Linked DNA regions of Sus scrofa: regions 1 and 3 are each linked to region 2. Evidence: chromatin contacts called from public Hi-C data. All regions are on one chromosome and are shown on one strand. Each heading gives the region's core, a stretch centred on a gene start, on an enhancer-like site or on the middle of the called end of the contact. The rest is flanking DNA. Distances are from core to core; before and after follow the strand shown. Region 1 overlaps SLC2A2 (solute carrier family 2 member 2). Region 2 overlaps TNIK (TRAF2 and NCK-interacting protein kinase). Region 3 has its middle 39 kb from the start of SLC2A2.

Region 1 (2,700 bases), core at 81-2,580, 150 kb after region 2:
ACAACTAACAATAAACAACTTAAAATATTTCTTGCCTTAAAGCCATCAGTTCTAGGCTTCTTGATTAAGGATAAACTATTATTATTTTGCAGATCTTTTACTACTCAACCAGCATTTTTCAGACAGCTGGAATCAGCCAACCTGTTTACGCAACCATTGGAGTTGGCGCTATCAACACGATTTTCACTGCTCTCTCTGTAAGTAAAATACCCTAGATAAATATCCTGCTTGCTCCTCCGTCCAGAAATGGGAGTTAAAAAACCTTGTGATATAAAAGCAACCAATGATTTATTGTCCACAAGTACTGGGTATTTATATAGAACAAAGTGGGTCACAGGAAGAGTGTTGAATAACCAACCAGTATATTGAGATTTGACATAACTGAGTCGGTAGGTCACAAATGCTGAGGAGGCCATTTGTTACTCATTGTGAATTAATAACTCACTTAGGGACACAGACACTCAATATTTTTTGTAAATACCTGGGTTCCTTCTCCTTTGCTCTGTACTTAAGCCCCTTGGGATTAGCAAACAGCTGGGCGTTTCTATCAATATTGGATCTTGCACTTAGATTCCTCTCCTTCCATGGCTGAGATTCTTTTTTTATCCTGATGTCTTAGAGAAAAAAAAATTTTTAAATAAACATGGTCCTCTCAATTAGATATCTAAACCTCTAGCAAAATGAAACCGATTCAGTAAATTCCTATGATGTTAGGCCATTTGGCAGAGCTTCCAGGTAGCTCACAGGACAAGGCTTCTGGTGATGCATATGACTGTGTAATATTAGGAGAGGATTGAGTAAAAGTGGTATAACTTGAAATATTATTGTCATTTTTGAAATGTAACTTTTTTCAAATGTCAAATGTTATTATATATTTTTGAATTTTTTTTTTTTTTCTGACATGGGAGGAGGACATGTACTCTTCTTAAGACCAAACACCTAAGTGCTTATTTTGGCAGCACATGTACTAAGACCAAATATCTTGTCTAAGGAATGATTCAGTATCTTGACATTAGCAATTCTTAACCTAGCCATCTAAGAATTAAAGTAAATCAACCAACCAAAAAAAAAAAAAAAAAAAAAACCCAAAACTTCCCAACTAAAGTAACTCACTTAAAATGAGGATAATTGGGTTTACTTTTATCTTTGAATGCAGGATGTTCAAAGAGACTGTGCTTTTAAGTTTTGGCCACAGTGCCATATACTCAATATACTTTAGTCACTTGTTTTTCATTCTCTGCACATGGACTTTTAACTATTACTGAGAGTGGTCAATAAATTACAGCCTGGCTACCTAGATCAAAAGGCAGGTTTGTCCAGTGCACATTAAACAGAACTGGACCTTGGAAAGAGGAGGAACAGATAACAAGGGAACACCAGCGTTTCTGTAGATATGCATTTAGAGAGAATGCCTGTTCAAACCAAAAGGCATTCTAAATCAACAAAGCCCTGGTGCTGGGATGGAGTCCGAGGGACTAATCACATTCTTGTCTCCTGTGATAATATTTTTGCAAATCCCACTGCAACATATTTTTCTCATATAGAGATTATGATTAAAACATTTTATTTGTAACAGGATTTGCCATGTAAAGTTACCAAGATCAGGTTATCAAGGTCAGGGTAACCTAAACTCTAAGAATACCTAAAGAGGAAACTACTGCAGAATTTCTTTGTGTTTCCTCCTACCAATCCCATGGAATGGAAGGAATTGTTCTGAAAAGTGTCTTGTGTATTTTGAATATACCTCTTTAGAACTCATCCTTTTATTCTGTGAAAATTGTGTACAAATGAGTGACAAAAAAAAATCAGCTCTAATCAGCTGTCTAATTAACTCTCCAGGACTACAGATAACATAAAAATTTAATTATATTTATTTTTGAAAAATTGTTTTAAAGTTCAAATAGATACAAAAAGGATAGCCTCTCAGTGATCCAGTTTCTCTTGCCAAAAAAAAAAAACAAAACAAAACCCAATGTTACCAAATTCCATGTATCCTTTCAAATAAAGATGTACACATGTACAAATAAGAATATGCACTGATAATATATTAAGGTTTCAACAACTTAGAAGGACTATAATCAATCTTTTTTTATGTTTTCCCGAATGATACTTGGAGAGACTTTCCTAACTCAACTCTGTATTATGTTCCACATTCCATATTTTCTTTTACACTAATGAGCCAGGAGAAGGGAGCCTGTAATCTTGAGAGAGAAAACAAAAGAGAAAGAAATATGAAGGACACTACAGGGCAGCATGAGTCTAGAGGAGAAAGTCCCTCTAGGTTGTCATCCGGGATCTGAGTGATGCACAGTGCCCAGGGCAAAGACCAAAGTTAAGTTCAGGCAGACATCTCCAGTCCCTGACCAAGTCTTACCCTGTGTCACACTCCTTCCTGAGTCTTCATCTGCCCCAAGAAAGGAGTCTGAATCAATTTTCAAGGTCTATAGTCTTAGATTTATAATTCTTTTCATAGCAATTGTTCAGATATGAAGAAACAGACACAGTAAAAGCCCTTTTTCCTGAAGAAATGCTCCAGTTTTCTTGGCAGCTTGACATGCTGTCATCAAGTCATCTTTAAAAGTCATAATTGGGAGTTCCCTTCGTGGCTCAGTGGTTAACGAACCCGACTAGGATCCATGAGGTCACAGGTTCGATCCCTGGCCTCATTCAGTGGGTTAAAGATCTGGCATTGCCATGAGC
Region 2 (2,700 bases), core at 109-2,608:
TGGAATGTACAGTCTATTAAGTCTGAATCTCATTTTTAAATTGGGTGTGATTTATTTATCATCCCCTAATGAATAGTTGAGCACTTTATAAAAAAGCACGCTCTTCCTTCTAGTTGCAAGCAGGAAAAAAGAGAACTTCCATTTGCATTCTTGGTGAATATTTAATAGCTTTCTGTCTTCCTTTGGTTTTGCGCTTATCTTTTTAGTACTGATTTTCTACCTAGAAGAGTACCGTGTGGAGTTTGTCTATTTATTTATGCAGGTTAACCTTACTCACTTCAGTTTATTCCATTATTTTGTTATGGTTTTGTTGTTGTTATTGTTTTTTGCAAGGTCCCTCCTTAGATGATATCACATTAGCACCTCTACAGAGTAACCTGATGGCTAGAAAGAGGGCATATTAAATAATACCTTCTTGGGAGTTACCTTTGTGGGTCAGCAGTAATGAACCCAACTAGTATCCATGAGGAATTGGGTTCGATCCCTGGCACCACTTAATCCCTGGGTTAAGGACCCGGCGTTGCAGTGAACTGTGGTGTAGGTTGCAGAAAGCGGTTCAGATCTGGTGTTGCTGTAGCTGTGTTATAGGCCAGCAGCTGTAGTTCCAATTCAACCCCTAGTCTGGGAACTTCCATATGCCACGGGTGTGGCCCTAGAAAGAGAAAAAATCTCTCCAAGTCTTCCTTTCTGTCCCTTACAAGGACGTATTTGAACATAGCCACATTACAGCTCTTGTCCAGAACTCTCAGCCAATAATCACTCATGCATTCATTTGTCAAGCATGCAGTGTGCTTGTGATACAAAGATGGCTCAATTATGTCCCAGCTCTGGGGAGAATTTCCAGTGTAGGGGAAGCAGAAATGTGGGCTGAAGGACCTAGAGGGAGGTACCATTTCTAGTCCACAGTGTTGCCAATCCTGATACATCCCCCGCTGACCCCAAGCATGGCAGGTGACTTTTATTTCTATGTTAAATGATTTAAAAGTTCGATCATTGCCTAGAAATTTAAGGTGGAAAAAAAGACCAATAATTTAGTACTACTTTGAAAAACACAGAGTGCAATGTGTTTTTTGACTCGGGCAATCATGGAGAGCAGTGCGTATACCAGTGCCCTCTCACATCTGAATCCTGAAGAACATGCCTGCCGCTGTGTTCCATGTGGTGAGGACACTTTTCCAGCCTGAAAACTGTGTATCTCGCCTGCTGGGAAGTGTGGGAAAGCTGGCTGTTGATCTTCTCCTGTAACTCCCGAATTCTCCACAGGGGGGCAACAGAGAGCACAAAATGGTTGCATTCCTGAGCAGGGCTGGGACACTGAGAAGAGTGACTCTGGTTCCCCCATGGACTCTGAGGACAACGTGCAGTGCTGCCAGTGGAACACCTGGGAAAGGCATGCTATAGAGTCATGAGCTTAATTATTTATGATGCTGAACAATTTCTAGAAACTTTCAGCAAGAACACGCATGCCCAACTCCTGAATCATAGCTGAAGTCCACCATTAACTTCTACCACGTTGTGAACTTTACCCTAAATGCTGGTGTCACTCGCCAGCTTTCCCCAGCCCCGAGGAATCTCTGGGACAGGGTTTATTCCTGAGGAAACGATGCCTTTCTAGAAGGAGATAAATTTGCTTATGAACTTAGCCCCTTAAAGTTAGTTTTTCCAGTCGGTGGATTAATAGCAGACATGCGCACACATCCTATTTTTATTCTTGGAAAGCAGAGTTCCAAAGTGACTGAAATCACCAATGAAAAAACATGCCGTATAAGAATCTTGCTCATTTCTACAAAGTGTACTCCCCCTTACCTCTTCCACCCTGGTTTTACTTTTCCCAGCTTGCATTTTCTTCCTCATTTAGACAACTCACCTCAGTGTCCCCTGACATATAGTATGCTATTAGGTTTTCACTGATTGCCTACCTCCCTGAACTATCCTTTCCCAAGAATGATTTTCTCCTAGTTCTTGAAGATCTAGCTCTGGTTCCTTCAGTCCAACAGACCTTCCAAACAGTGGTTCTCATCAGGGTCTTTCTCTTCTCTGATGCCTATTGGTCTTCCATGTGATATTCTGTATAAACTGCGGAAAAAACGCTTTCACAATGTAACTGCCATGCACTGCCTGAGCTATGATGGTGATGGTGCCTTTGAACTCCTAATGTCTAATGAAAAGCTAGACCTACTTTGTGATTGGTTGACCCCTACATAGCTGATTGGACCTTTTTTTTTTCATTCTAGCATTTCAGAAAATATAAGCTTGCTTTTCTACGGATTGTCTTTTTACGTATGGGTTCATCTCTTCTGTTTGGCAGGTCAAAAAAATTCCAGTCCTTTATTGAGAGCTGCTTGGTAAAGAATCACAGCCAGAGACCCGCAACAGAACAACTGATGAAGCATCCGTTTATCCGCGATCAACCTAATGAACGACAGGTCCGCATCCAGCTCAAGGACCATATTGATAGAACAAAGAAGAAGCGGGGAGAGAAAGGTGAGATGCTCACCTGTATTTCAGCAAGGGAAACAAAAGACAGAATGAGTCACAGGCCCTTGGTGTATTGGGAGGTGACTGCAGAATTTCCAAGAGGGCTGCATTATTCTTTAAGTATTCTTTTTTTTTTTTTTTTTTTTTTTTTTTGTCTTTTGTCTTTTGTCCTTTTAGGGCCGCACCCAAGGCATATGGAGGTTCCCAGGCTAGGGGTCTAAT
Region 3 (2,700 bases), core at 105-2,604, 170 kb after region 2:
GGGAACTATGTGTAGTCACTTATGATGGAGCATGATAATGTGAGAAAAAAGAATGTATACATATATGTGTAATTGGGTCACCTTGCTATACAGTAGAAAATTGACAGAACACTGTAAACCAGCCATAATGGAAAAAATAAAAATCATTATAAATGAAAAAAATTTTTTAATTTTTAAAATTTTAAAAAATAAAGGTGGTGGATCCACTTTTTTAAAAGGAAAAAAATCCACAGTATATTATAATACTATTCTATGTAACACTATTTCTAATCTTCAAATCTAAATCTCCACGTAGTTGCCAAGAATTATAGTAGTTTGACCCCTAGAAATAATCCAACTTGAGTCATATCCTCAAAGAATAAACTACTCAGTTATATAACTCAGGTTATATATTGAAGGATATGGAAATGCCTCACAGGAAGGGAGGGTTAGCCCCTCCCTGTTATAGAATAGCCAGTGCAGCAATAGCAGAGGGCTCCCACAAGGCTCCATTCACAGCCTTGATTTACTGTTGGCCTCTACTGACTATGCCTGTGGATCTTCACCAAGGTGCTTCATGAAATAATCATTCTTTTCTAACATCTAAGGGCTTATGAATTGTAAATCAATTCAAAACTGATAAACACACATCAACTCCCATTTAAACTCTGTTTCAAAGCATAGTTGTTTCCATTAGTCAAAAATCTGTCATAAAACTTTCACACTATGAAACCCATGGTGAGACTTTCTCTCAATAGAAAGAGTATTTCACTTAAGCCTTGGAAATCAGCTTAATAAAATATAGCATGGTTCCTTTTGTCTTGTTTCTAATGTCTCTTCTTTGCAGGGGTCTCTGGTAGAAGATTGGCTTTGACTGCCAATGTCATAATATAAATTTCATCATAAGTATTGATTGATTTAAGAGTAACAAAGGAGATTGGTCCCCAATTCTCTGTTGTAGAACCAAGTTTAATCTGAGTGTTGTGGGATATTAATTCCTCTGTGGAATTCAATGCAAGATGATATGCTCAAAGGCGTTCCCGTCGTGGCTCAGTGGTTAACGAATCTGACTAGGAGCCATGAGGTTGTGGGCTCAATCCCTAGGCTTGCTCAGTGGGTTAAGGATCTGGTGCTGTTGTGAGCTGTCATGGACACAGCTGGGATTTGGTGCTGCTGTGGCTGTGGTGTAGGCAGGCAGTTGTAGCTCCAATTAGACCCCTAGCCTGGGAACTTCCATACGCCATGGATGCAGCCCTAGAAAAGACAAAAAAAGACACACACACACACAAAAGATAATATACTCATGGTCTTAAGCAAATCTGTCATTTCAAATTGGGTTTGCCAATCACAGTGTCACTATAGTACAAAATCAAAGTTTAATGTCTGTGTGTTCACGTGCTTTCCAAATGCGTTTCATAGTCCACTTGTAGTACAGATAAGCTCTGAAACCTGCTATTTTGGATTTTATCCAGGGAATGGTCTACAACCAAGAGGCTGTATATTTATTTTAACTTGTGAAAATCACCCCTCCTTAGCCTGTCTATTTCTGTTAGACAACTCTAAATGTTGGAAGCTACTTCATTAAATTGAACCAAAAGCTGCCTTCCTAAAATTTCTTCCATTTTTCAGGTAGGAATATATTCTAGGTAAAAGCTACAGGGGCCCAATTTCAACCTATCATGAAGAACAACTTTCTAATAATCAAATGTTTTGGTGGGCAGTGAGTTCCCTATTAACACGACCACTGTGTGAATTGAGTATACATTAATTGCATGTATAGATGCTCCTTGACTTATGATGGGATTATGTCCCAATAAAACCACAATATGCTGAAAATGTCTTAAGTTGAAAATGCATTTTTTACATCTAACTGACTGGACATCATAGCTTAGCCCAGCGTACCTTAAACATGGTCTAACACAGGACACTGTAAGATATTGGTTATTTACCCTCATGATTTCATTGACTGGAAGCTGCGACTCACTGCCTCTTCCCAACATTATGAAAGAATATCATTTCATATATGCTGGCCTGCAAAAAGATCAAAATTCAAAATTCAAGGTCCAGGTAAACATCTATCACTTTTGCACTAGCAGAAAGTTGAAAAATCGTTAAGTCAAACCATCATAAGTCGGGTACTGTGTACTATGTGGCAGACCCTCTTTTAAGTGCTTTGGATGGGATTATTAAATCTTCTATCAAAACAGCATCTTTACTTGGAGAAGAGACTTGTGGCTGCCTGATGGGAGGGGGAGGGAGTGGGAGGGATCGGGAGCTTGGGCTTATCAGACACAACTTAGAATAGATTTACAAGGAGATCCTGCTGAATAGCATTGAGAACTTTGTCTAGATACTCATGTTGCAACAGAAGAAAGGGTGAGGGAAAAAATGTAATTGTAATGTATACATGTAAGGATAACCTGACCCCCTTGCTGTACAGTGGGAAAATTTAAAAAAATATTAAAAAAAAAACCAGCATCTTTAAATGGGTACTATTATAATCCCATTTTAGAGATAAAACACGAATTTTAAGCAACTTGCCTGAAATCATACATGCGGAATAGTAAATTAGTATAGCCAGGACTCAAATCCAGGGAGCCTAAATCCACTGACCACACTGCAAAGCCCAGTGTATTGCATCACCACTTGACACAGAAAATTCTAGCAATGAAAGAGGTTTAAACTAAATAATATCTGAAGTATTTTCCCACCATGAGAATA

The links. Hi-C and Micro-C count contacts between places; a contact is called where the count stands out from the background.
Region 1: a contact with region 2 is called in a Hi-C map of liver, with 5 times the contacts expected there. The contact joins two enhancer-like sites. A contact is called at or near these places in 1 of 47 Hi-C or Micro-C datasets (liver) and 1 of 2 datasets of contacts at active chromatin or transcription factors (alveolar macrophages).
Region 3: a Hi-C map of liver shows a contact between it and region 2, with 2.2 times the contacts expected there. The contact joins two enhancer-like sites. A contact is called at or near these places in 1 of 5 promoter capture datasets (liver), 18 of 47 Hi-C or Micro-C datasets (alveolar macrophages, embryonic fibroblasts, epiblast stem cells and 10 more) and 1 of 2 datasets of contacts at active chromatin or transcription factors (skeletal muscle).

What each region holds. Positions count from the first base shown.
Region 1 is chr13:109,595,616-109,598,315 of Sscrofa11.1, reverse strand. SLC2A2 (solute carrier family 2 member 2) reads left to right here. Exons shown (of 10, transcript NM_001097417.1): 7 at 93-197. Among named protein-coding and RNA genes, the nearest start is that of SLC2A2, 17 kb to the left of the region's middle. Within about 2 kb of position 1,330, at least 7 of the 83 cell types and tissues checked have an H3K27ac peak or open chromatin away from gene starts, as enhancers often do. A contact at or near this core is called in liver, where this site is marked.
Region 2 is chr13:109,747,674-109,750,373 of Sscrofa11.1, reverse strand. TNIK (TRAF2 and NCK-interacting protein kinase) reads left to right here. Exons shown (of 30, transcript XM_021071173.1): 10 at 2,309-2,484. Among named protein-coding and RNA genes, the nearest start is that of SLC2A2, 130 kb to the right of the region's middle. Within about 2 kb of position 1,358, at least 17 of the 83 cell types and tissues checked have an H3K27ac peak or open chromatin away from gene starts, as enhancers often do. A contact at or near this core is called in fetal liver and liver, where this site is marked.
Region 3 is chr13:109,574,220-109,576,919 of Sscrofa11.1, reverse strand. No RefSeq gene overlaps it. Among named protein-coding and RNA genes, the nearest start is that of SLC2A2, 39 kb to the left of the region's middle. Within about 2 kb of position 1,354, at least 6 of the 83 cell types and tissues checked have an H3K27ac peak or open chromatin away from gene starts, as enhancers often do. A contact at or near this core is called in fetal liver and liver, where this site is marked.